Linked DNA regions of Macaca mulatta: region 1 is linked to region 2. A link is a contact called in public Hi-C data. All regions are on one chromosome and are shown on one strand. Each heading gives the region's core, a stretch centred on a gene start, on an enhancer-like site or on the middle of the called end of the contact. The rest is flanking DNA. Distances are from core to core; before and after follow the strand shown.

What was found. Hi-C and Micro-C count contacts between places; a contact is called where the count stands out from the background.
Region 1: a contact with region 2 is called in a Hi-C map of fetal cortex germinal zone, with 4 times the contacts expected there. The contact joins two enhancer-like sites. A contact is called at or near these places in 5 of 14 Hi-C or Micro-C datasets (cortical neurons, fetal cortex germinal zone, fetal cortical plate and 2 more).

The regions. Positions count from the first base shown.
Region 1 is chr6:100,175,775-100,181,626 of T2T-MMU8v2.0, reverse strand. All of the region lies in intron 8 of ARB2A (ARB2 cotranscriptional regulator A), which reads left to right. Among named protein-coding and RNA genes, the nearest start is that of POU5F2, 53 kb to the right of the region's middle. Within about 2 kb of position 1,841, at least 3 of the 40 cell types and tissues checked have an H3K27ac peak or open chromatin away from gene starts, as enhancers often do. A contact at or near this core is called in fetal cortex germinal zone, where this site is marked.
Region 2 is chr6:99,980,003-99,986,111 of T2T-MMU8v2.0, reverse strand. No RefSeq gene overlaps it. Among named protein-coding and RNA genes, the nearest start is that of NR2F1, 24 kb to the right of the region's middle. Within about 2 kb of position 2,186, at least 14 of the 40 cell types and tissues checked have an H3K27ac peak or open chromatin away from gene starts, as enhancers often do. A contact at or near this core is called in fetal cortex germinal zone, where this site is marked.

The DNA of each region.
Region 1 (5,852 bases), core at 592-3,091, 200 kb before region 2:
GTGTCCATACAGTTAGCATGAATGTAAATATGTCCATCTACATTTTATTTCCTTCTGGATGTTAGCGAAATACTGTTATAAGAAAGAAGGGGATTTCTGTTGTTGCTGTTGTTCTTTAGTTCTTAAAGATTTTAGTAGTCTTGCCAACGTTTTGCTTCTTTAAAAACTCAATAGTAAGCATTTCAGAACTTTTTCTAAATTTGAATAGTTGAAGTTTCAGCTTCTGTTTTAACCAGAAGTTATTGTAAATGGCCAAAATACCTGTCTACTGCTAAATATCATTCTGGAATTCTGTTTATGCCTGCTAAACTATTGCATTTGCATCTTCATCCTTTTAAAGATGAAGCAACTTAAATGCACATAGGAATCTTTTTATAAAAGCATAATTATGTCTTGTGCTTTTTAAAATGCAAAACTAGTCCTATATGCATTATTGGTTTATGTGAAAAAGTAATTCACAAATGGACTTCTGTATAAATACATGTTTTAAATAGCCTTAAACTTTTCTTGCCTTGTACTTTTTATGTAAATAAAATTAAGCAATTGTTTATCTTATTAATTTGCTTTTTATTAGAAGCTTCTTTGATACATATGTACCCAGTCCTCCTGGCTTTTTGGTTTTTCCTGTTTATCATTTTTATTTGTATGGATGTTTTCTTTTTCATTGTAATTTCTTTTTTGGCCCCATTTATGTGTCATCTATGACAAAAATTGCTGTTAATAAATGATTTAGTATTTCACAAAATGAGAAGCCGACTTTACCTGTTTGGCACATATATCACTCTGTAGATACCTAATTTGTCTTTTAAAAATAACTTTTGAATTTTCTTATAAGATTTATCACAGAAAATATATCTTGACTTCAATTTTATAAAATATATTTAATGTTTTTTAATATTTGAATTTTGTGTTGCATTTTTTTCCAAAGAGAGGATGTATATTTTATTTATTTGTACTTAAGATTTAGGATTCAGTATTCAGAATATGCCTAGTAAAAGTTATAGCATTTTCAAAATCAGTCTCTAGTACAGGCTAAATATACTAATCTCCTAATAACAATAAAAAGAGAAAATGTCTAAAAATTCTTTACCGGTTTAATTACAATTTTGGGTGGATTTGAAAACCTTCAGACTTCGGTCTGGCCATTCCACTTTAGCCATTCAGGCCATGCTGCCTGTATTGTGTATTCAGCAGTTCCTATTAGATGTCTTCACAGTGAGTGATTCTGCGGGGCTTGCTGACACCCGCTTCATGCATGGCCTGCTGTGCTGGGTGGAATTTTTTTTCTGAGCTGCCTGGAACATTAAAGACATCTTGGCCATGTCAGTCTGTGTACAGTGTGTGTGCATGTGCCCTCACATGCGCACATTCCTGAGCAAGTCAGTATTAAATAAATGATGTGGGTGTGCTTTTATATACATGTAAAGTGTAAAATTTGAATAATGATGTATTTATCATGTATTACATACAATACATTTTTAATAATTTAGTTCAGCTAACATTAGCAACTTTTCTCTAGCTTTTATTGTCTGTGGTTATTGACACTAGGGGGCACTGCTTATCCTTGGTTGCATCTTTCTTCAGGAAATGAGTAAAAATACTCAGCTGATTTCTGTACTCTCACTTTAATTAACAATTGAATTTAGAGAACTCTAGGCTGTTTGATCCTTTGTTATTTTGGTTTTATTTCTAATGCCTATATGTAGTGCTAACAAAGGGGGTTGGAGCTATTGGTTCTCACAAATAAATAGAGTATCCAGTGTCCCATACAGTAACTTTTTCTTCCATTGGAAATGTCATTCTTGGCAAAACCAGAAGGGCAAGTTTGCCCAGTGATGAGGCTTAGATCCCTTGCCAGCTGTGCTTCTAGCCAGCAAGTGTGATGAACAGCTTTAGAAATCAAGTGAGAGAAAGCATTCAAGAGTTAGTGTGATTCATTTGGATAAAGGTCAAAAGAAAGATAAGCAAAGGATTAAGAATGAAGAGCACAAATAGCAATAATTTGTACCTTTTTACTTATAAAAATTACTATTTGTAATTTTTCACATGTTCCTAGTTCAAAAGTAACTTAAAGTCTTTTAAAACTACATTAAAGATTGCATTTCATTCTCTATTTCAGCTGATCACTTATAAATGAAATAGAGAAAAATTGATGCGCTACCATTCCTAACTCTTTTTAAAATATAAAGATTTGCTCTATTTTTTAGAATCTTAGTGTCCATCCTAAGCCTAAATATTCATGTTTCAATCTGTAGCACCACCTGTAATCTCTAAGGACATTAATAACATTTTTGTTTTAATATGTGCTTTTAAAATAAAACTCTCTCCCTCCTCTCCCTTCTTGCCCCCCTTCTTCCAAATGTAGAAAGCAATCAGTAGCCTAAGGAATATAGACAACTATTTTACACCGTTCTCCTAATTAATTAAACACTCCAGAACTGGTAAAATTTTATATCCTTCTTCTCTAGAGTTATAGCTGTATCTGTGTGTGTGTGTGTGTGTGTGTGTGTGTGTGTGTGTGTGTGTGTGAAAATATGCAGTTAAATCATGCCCGATTTTTATTAGCTGAAGGTATTGATTTTTAACATGAGTAATTTGAATAAAGTAATCTTGCAGATTTTAAAGTTTTCATAGCATATGTTTTATATCCTGACTGAAAAGGGACAAAAAAGATTGCCAGTATAGTCAAGCTTGGTCTGAACACCAGTAAAATAACTGAGTATAAACACGTGGGCAGTTTTAAATAAAATTTTTAAATACCTTTGCTTTGTAGCACATTAAATTGATTTCTACTAAATAGGTACTTTAATTAGAAATTATTTAAAATTTTTCAAAGAGAAATAGATATGTGCATTATCCTAGGTTGATTTTTTTCTGTTCTCATTTTTCAAAGTGATTTTTTGATAGTGCTTGTTGAATAACATATACTTTTTAATATATTTTTAGTGACTAGTTTTAAATAATTACATGGAAAAAAATATTTCCCAAGATAATATACAGTTCAGGGAGAAATGCTGTTATTTTTCATGCTGTTATTTTTTTTAATTATTTCTATATAACATCATAAAAGCATTAGCCAATTTAGGTTCATCTCAGATCTTTAATAATAGATCTGTCACTTACTAATAATAGATACTACCTAGTTAGACCTTATCAGTTCGTAAACAAAACAATGATTAATCAATATGGGGCAGCTTTTGTTATATTCAACACTTTATAATTTGAAATGTTAGTTTCCTGGTACTAACCATATACAAGCAATCAGATGCCAGCCCATTTATAATAGGTTTTTCTCCTCCTAGCAGGATGTTGCTTTTGGCTATAAAAAGCTAATTTCAGATCCTGATATACTTGCATTAATTTTTGAGACATTGGCTAGGTGTAGTACAGCAAAGAATAACATGAACATCATACCACTGTGCTATAGGTAATCGTTTATTACCTCAAGCCAGAGAAGCAGTCTTAATGTGAAGGCTGTAGTATGTCTATAGAAAAAATGGAAACTGACAGAAAGGGTCTTAGAGACAGCTTCCTAAGAGTCTTGAAAGAGGACCATAACAAGAAGAGGGGGAAAGAAAGCAACAACAGCACTATCTAAAGGGATACATTTTAATACTTACAGTTCTGGATATCTTTGTAATTTTTATGATTGAAATAAATTATTGTCTTGAATAACAGACCCCATTCTCTATCCAAACATCTTTGCTTCAGAATGGGAAAGCTCATTGTAATGTTATCTTTTCAGGACCATAAGTGTTCTCTAAAAAACATATGACTGAGATGTTCATCAGCTGGGATGTTTGCTGTAATTCACCAATAAATTTGAATAAATTGACATAATTTCTGACAAAGATGAATGTTTCCACATTCATTTCCATAGTAAGGCAGTATCTACATGAAGAAACCAGTTTGACTGACTTGACCTGCCAAATTGATCAGAAAAAGAATAAAACAACAGCCATTCAGTCCATGGAATTAAAGCAGTTTATGTGTACAAACCACCTTGGTGGCCTGTCAACCCAAGACTTACATAAAAGTAAATCACTTTGGAGGCTGTAGTATTACAAGGAAGGAAAGTGCTAGGACATACCATCAAGGAACTAAGGCATATGTGCTCTTAGGTAGTGCACTGTAGCATAGAGTGAAGGAGAGGCATCATCAGTTGTGGAACTTGGAGTTTGATATTGGTGTTATCCCACAGGTGACACCTAAGTCACTTTTCCTGTTTTCTCATCCGTACAAAAAGCAATTGGATTGCATAATTTCTAATGTCCTTGAAAATTTTTCATTCTTTTCTTCTATGTGATGGTACTGTGGAGCCATGCCCTCATTATAAATAATATTTAAATTATTTCAGTAAACCATGATGTTACTTATAAATTCACTTTTATATAAAAGGCCATAGGAGATATGATTGCACTGTATTTATAACTATTAGAATGTAAATCTTAAGGCAGTAGAGTCTAACCCACCCACTCACAGACTGAATAAAAAGTGGCATCAATTACCTTCTGGAAACATTTAATTGAATTACTGGAAAATTCAGCAGTGAGTTTATTGTCCTTTTTTGTTTGAGGAGAAAGGGGACTAATAGATCATAGTATGTGCTGGTGGTTGTGTGGGAAGAGACAGACTTAGGGAAGCCTTGCTTTTCCTGACAACTTAGTGACAGAAAGTAGTATGGTAGATTTCATCATGACACCCACAATAAGGAGTGGCAGGTTGGGATCTTATGAAAGTGGGTAAGGAATCAGAACTGTGGAAACTCAACATTTGTTCCTCATTCCTATGCATAGTCTTCTTTTGTGCTGTGACTGTGGTAGTATCTCCTTTTATTGTATTTCTGATTACAATAAACATTCCTCTCAAGGAGTCACTTTTATTCTTTTTCAATCTAGATTTCTTCTTTTGACTTCTCTCAAATGTCAGTCACTCTCCTCCCTTCAGACACATTGATGTTTTGTTGATATTTAACCGCCATCCTTTCATACATATATGCCTAAAAGAACAATATAGAAGCTATCTAGCAATTTATCACTTCCCTTGTACTGTACGTCTTCAGTAAAATTTTTCTGAAAGCACCTCTCTTGTTCTCCCATTTCTGTGCCATGTCTATTTCACTTATAATCGCCTTAGATAAAACCTGTGTGTAATTCTGTTTTGTATATTGCCTTTTATATTATTAACACTCAGTAAAATAGTTTAAGAATTGCAGTCTGTAGTCCTGTCAGTCTGTCACCTTTCAGGCACTACTTTAAAATTCTGAAAATGTAAATGAAGTAATTAACCTGATATGAAACAGTGACACATAATTGACTTTCTAAATTAGTGAACTACTGACTCTTTTATATATTTGCCATTTTATAGAATTTCATATTGGCTACTTAACAAAAGGTGTGAGGTAACAAAAATTCTGCCTCCTACCATAACAAATACTGATGCTTATTAAACACTCTGTACTGTGCTTCCTAAGTATATTTATTTTAGAATCTTGCTGTTTGAATTATTTTGTCTCATGAAATTGAGGCAATACTTAATGATAATAGAATAGAGACCCTGAATCATTGGCTCAACTGATGGAATGTCCTCCAAAGAAGTGCTAAGGAATAGACACATGAAAGAAAATGGAATTTTCAAAAGTAGCCTAGAGAATAATTCACCTTCACTCCTACATAAACGCTTCCTCAGTGTAAATTTTTCAATGCACTCATGCATCAGAGCTGTCAGATGTCTAAATGACGGGTTTCAGAGTTTTCCTCTTCCTGTTAGTGATCTGAAGTGCTACTCCAGTGTTTTCCATTAGGGTGGATATTGATAGAGGACACTTGTTGTATAGTGGACTGTTTATGGTT
Region 2 (6,109 bases), core at 937-3,436:
TTGTCAATGTCAAATATACACTGCCTATTTAGTTAAAGAAAAGTGTGTATTTCATATGTTATAAAAGAACAGCTTCTTTATTTGGTTTCTTGGAAATCAATAATCTCTTAAACGTTTCCCAAGACCCCTTGGGGAAGGGAGAGATGTAAACAATAACTACCAAACTTCAACATGACAATATCGGTTAAAATCTGCAGGATGATCATTCGAATGCGAAGAGGTAAAGGGGGATGACTTCAAACTCCCGCGATTAAGAAAGAAGGGACCCCAGGTGTCTGATGCCTGGCTCCATCCTCTGCAACTTGCAAGAGAGTTACCTTGGAAAGTGGGGAGTTAATTCTAAACTTCTTTACCAGGCATTTTAGTAGCCACGCTGGTCTTCAAATAATTTAATTGGGAGGTGGCTGGATGACCACAGAGAGGTTGCAAAAGATAGTTACCCCCATTAAAAGAAATACCATGATTTCAGTCTTTCCTGACATAATTAAAGGCTTTGGTAACACTCCTTTATTTTGCCTCATGCTGTGAAAAAAATCACTCACTTCTCCAGCAAATGAAACTTTAAAATAAATCCTGCAGTTTAATTTCTGTTTTTAAAAGTTAGTAGGTATACGAGGAAACAGAGAAAGCATTAAAACAACTGAGTTACACTTCAGCTATTTAGCAGTGTAACATTAGAAGGAAGAATACAGCCAGTTTTCAACCTAGCCAACTTTTAAAACTACATGTGTTCCTGGAAAATAATACCCGACTAGAGTCAATTTGCATGAGATTCTAAGCTAGGATCTCAAGAAGGTAATAAAATACATGAAATTTATTGAATAAATGGTTGGGGAGGATTTGTAAGCGTTTGACGATCTAGTGATCTATTAGAAGCACAATGCACTCAAATTTGAATTTCCATGATCAACTTTCAACCTGAAAAAATGAGAGCCATTTGCTTAACTTAATCTGGAACATATGTTTGCACCAGTAGCAGGTTTTTTGGTGTGTGGCTGGGGCTGATCAAGTTGTAAATTTTCTGCTTTAGGTTTTCAGCGCCTGCTAGTTTCAGCCTAACACCTAGAGAGAGACTTTGCGGGGTTCTTCACCAAAGCAGCCAAGGTTTGACAAAAGGTTTCCAAACCACCCAGCTCTGTATGTTGTTAATTTCCCCCAAAGGTAGAACATTTCTTACAATTAGTTTCCAAATCCTAAAAGCAAGTAACAAGTTAAACTCTCCCATGTCCAAGTGTTTAAAGTTATAAAGAGATATTTTTCTTTAATTTGCAACCGTTGCCTTTCCTCACCTGCAATCCTTTCTTTAAAAAACAGACAATGGTATGAGAACAGTGGGTGCTGTGAAAATGACATCTTCATTCGACAAAACAATATTCAGGTCTTTTTGGCTTATCTTAATTTTTTCCACCAGAAACTTAGAACTACTGATTTTCTCTCTTCATGCTTCAACACAAAGGAATCTCCCCAAAAGTGTTTTGAATATCTGAGAAGAATCATTTAGTGATTGAAATAAATATACATTAGAATCCACAAGTCATCCTTCTTGTGAAACAAGCTAGGTAGTGACTTTCATTACTAAGATTAAAATGTATCTCTTTGTAGACATAAATTTTTAGTACTTGGGCTATAATCATAATACTTTTTCAATCAATTAATGCTATCTCATAATGACAAATGAAAGTAATAAGTTCTCCAAATCAGCCTGATTCATCTTTGAGTGAGAATGGGGAGTAGTGGTGGGAGAGGGTGGTGGACTCTAGTGGGAAACTTCAAAGATTGTAAATCACCATCTGGACCTGCTGAGTTGTCCTCTTGAAACCTCAATCAGACTCTTGGAGGAAAGTTACTAAGGTGCCTTTTTAAGTGCACCAGAACAGGTAATTAAACCACAAATGTGCCCTAAATTTAGATGCAGAGTTTCCCTGAATTTCAATTATTATATGGATTAAGACTGGCAGCTCCCACCTGGACGATACCTTAATCAAAAAGAGAACAAGTGTGAAGAAAACAAGGGCAATAATAACATTACCAGCACTGTACTAATCAAATGCCCACAAATAGTTCAGAACAACGGTGCTAAAAAGCCGCTTTAATTCTGAAACAGAAAGTCCTGAGACACCGAGCGCCATCTAGCAAGCAAAGTTAGAATCAAAGTACGCCCGAGTCGAGCACAGAGGGAGAGAGGATGGCGAGGTAAAGGGGGACTTCGAGATCACTTGCTGTGATTTAACCGTCTGCCCAGTCTCACCTGAGCCCAGAGCTACCTGCAAGTTTCTGCTCTTCGCCTCACCGAATTTAACGACTGAGGTGAGACAAACCATTCTGCCTCCAGCCAAGGCTAAAGGACAGCTCCTCGCAGGATTGCTTATTGTCTTTAATTAGAACAGGCCGCCTCTCCATACCCTCCTACCACCTCCCCAAAGCCAGCCCAGTGTCTAACTAGTTTTGCACCTTCTTATCCAAATGGGGACAAAGAGCAGTGCCTGAAAGGCTCACCTTGGGCTGAAATGATTCCCAGGGCTTCAGCGCAGAGGAAAGCGCATCGCTGGGAAAACATAGCACGATTTGAGAAGTCATTCTGAGTTTACAAGGCTGCCCAGATGCCTCCTGACAGGCGATCTGAGCTCTCTCCGAGTGGCATAAGACACAGATTTACTTAACAAGCCACTGATGGTCATGGAAATGGAATGCTGCCTCCTAAATATAAATGCTATAACTTTATTCTTCTCCAGGCAACTGGGTCTTTGATATTTCCTTTGGCTGAAGAAAAGTCAAAGGTAGCTAGAAAGCTGCCAATACCCCTGTTAGTGTGTAGCTTGAAGGGGGTGGGGTTAAAGCACTTTTTAAGAATAATTTTAAAGTTTGAATAATATTACCTAATTATATGAATATCCTTTGGAACTGGGCTAACAATGTAACTACCAAATAAAGCTTCTGGGATTTCAATGTGAAGAAAGTAAAGAATAATCTGCTGATTTCTGTAGAGTCAGGAACCCCATATTTTTCTTTTAAACCAGCCGGTCTGAATTGATAAGACTGGGAGAGTTCATCTCAATAATATGTGTGCTTTCTAAAGAGTCTTTCTGGAATTTCAGTTTAAGGCTGGAAAAGAATCCGCGTATATACATGCTAGTCTTAAACTACTCTTAATTTCCTGCTATTGAATATTGCCTCTATAATAGCTCATTGATTCACATTGTTCTTAGAATACAGAGCCAGAGCTAGGCTTTTCTATTGTTCCTCATCTCCACCACCCCACACACAATTTTCTCCCAATGAAGTGAAGCTTTGTAAAATAACGACAAAAACAAAAACAAATTAGAAAATGAAATATTAAAATATTCCTGTTGAATATCAAATGCTATTCCAATCTCAGGTTTGCTGAGATTATGTTCATTGCTCCTCAATGAACATAAGCACAATAGATATGAAATAACAGTCCTCTTGATTTTTCTACTGTGCTATTTGCTGTGCAAAACAACCACATTAAGAATAAAGGAAGCATGAGATAAGAATATGCTCAACACGCTCACAGGTCATAGTACTTACAGGAAAAAAAAACTCAGAAAAATCACTACCCACCCAACAAATCTAAGCCAATAAAGAGAGACTTCATAGTTTAACCAACAATTTAGAACACATCTAAAACATTTCTACTAAACCTCCTTGTCTCCTTATGCCTGAAAATATGTGTAAAGATCTGAGGATGGACAGTAGACCCAATTCATGCTCTCTCTTATTTCCCTCTCCCTCTCCGAAGTTCAGAGGAAAAGTTCCCAGGGCAGTCTTGCCTCCGGATGTCAATAAAAATTTAACTTTGTGTGTGTGTGTGTGTGTGTGTGTGTGTGTGTGTGTGTGTGTGTGTCTTGTTAAATAGTACATTTCTCCCATCAAGGTCTTCTTAAACACGGAACCTTCTCCTAGACAGGGTACCCAGCTGTTTAATTTAACATTGATTTATTGCTTTTAAAAGTAAATTTACACACATGCCAGCAGCGCTCCGTTTTGTTTCCCCAGACTCTGAGATTTATTTTCTACTTAGCGCTTGTCTGACAAAACAATGTCCTTTAACTTTATTACACATCGATGAGGAAATCTGTCTTATTTTTGTTCAGATTTATTGCTGTGTTACTTGTGGGGACTTCTGTGATCCAGAAAGGCTCAGGTCCGAAAATAAATAGAAAATTAAACAGAGTTGATCACAAAATAATGATCAAAACCTTAGAATATGGTCCAGCCTATACCAGCCTGCTGGGGGGTGAGGTGGGGTGGGACACAGAATGAGACTCCCCTAGTGAGCACCGTCTCTCTGGAAGAAAACAAAATGTCTTTAATGGGCAGGTAGCCTTTGAAGGTGGAGTAGCCAAATCTGGGTTCTGTAATATCTCCAAGTTATTGGTTGAAATGTATTTGGAATTACAGGGCAGGGAGGTACATCTGCGAGACTCCCCACCCCATGGCAGCCTTACCTCCGTGCAGAACTCCCAATTATCACACGTTCGTGATGACTGAGCCCAAGGGAATTAAGATGGACTTTGAAGCAGCTTTTACGGTACACTTCATCTACATTTGGGTTTTCTTTAGTTCTCATTAAAAGGGCCACTTTCTTCTTTTCATTGATATATGTCTTTGTGTCCTTCATTTCACACTCTTAAAAAAGTTCTCTCATCAGATCCAGTGCAAAAAGGAGGGGACGACATAATAACCATCATAATCATGATAACAACAACAACAAACAACTGGTACTGTGGGTTTAAATCTTTTTTAAAAGAAGGTTTTCTCCTGTATAAGGCATGGCCCTCCAATTAAAAAAAAAAAAAAACTGGGGTTGAGAATGAGGATAATAAAAGTGTTTCTAAGGTTAAATTACATGAAGGCAGGCTTAAAAATAATCTCTGTATGTGATGAGCTTTCCTCTCCCATCCTGATTTCTCACAGAGACATTCAGTAATCACTTCAGAGCTGTTCACATGAGGAAATGAGGACACTATCTTTTCTAGTAAGAAGTGAAGATGTGACAGGTTTTGTTATTGGAATGAGGGAGAACTTCGTAAGATATTCCCTTTTTTTTCGCCCCTACAAACACAGCATCTTAAAAATCCCCTGTCTGAAAGCGTGACTCGTCTGTTGCCTTTCCACTCTGGTCAGTGAGTCCTCGAAAACACCGTAACATGTTTCAATAATTCTGAACAACCCAAGAAGATTTTTCAAAGTTAATGGATCATTCTTTCTCCTGAAAACACATAAAAACACGATTGCGCACGCAATTCCAATCTAATGAGAGAAAGGAAGGAAGGAAGGAAGGAAGGAAGGAAGGAAGGAAGGAAGGAAGGAAGGAAGGAAGGAAGGAAGGAAGGAAAGAAGGAAGGAAGGAAGGAAGGAAAGAAGGAAGGAAGGAAGGAAGGAAGGAAGGAAGGAAGGAAGGAAGGAAGGGAGGGAGGGAGGGAAGGGAGGGAGAGAAGGGAGGGAGAGAAGGAAGGAAAGAAAGGAAGGAAGGGAGTGTAAGGACAGAAAGGAAAGAAAGAAAAATAGGAAAAAGGGAAAGGAAAAAATATCCCTCTTTAAACGGGGGGAGGGGGAGTAACTGGGAAACATTGAAAAATCTCCTATTCATATTAGGAGCTACTTCTTCTTATTCTGTTGTTTTTTTTTTTTTTTTTTTTTTTTTTTTTTTCTGTTTGCCCTTTGAAAAGGGGTCCTGTCACTCAGAAAGGGGCTGTTTCTTCAACCTCCTCCCCATCCACCCACCAGCCGGCCCCCCTCAGCCTCGCAGCCCGGCCCCGGCCCACCCCGCGGCCCTCCCAGCGCACACACAGTTTCTTCCAAGTGCTTTTTCAAGTAAGAGCCGGAGAGATGAGAGGTGAGGCTTCTCCAGCGCGGAGCCAGACAAGTACTTCTCATCCTGGCGGAGCGCGGCCCGGCGCGGCCAGCCCGAGGCCCGGACGTTGTTTTTATGTCAAGAAGCCCCAGGGCCCCTCGGGCTGGCCGCCCCTCCCCGCGGCGGGACCACAACGCCGTGCTCTGACCCGTCACGTGGCCGCGCCCCCGAGCCCCTGCGGAGCCCTTTGTTAAGCCCCTGGGTCCCCACGCGCGGCCGCCGCGGCTGGGG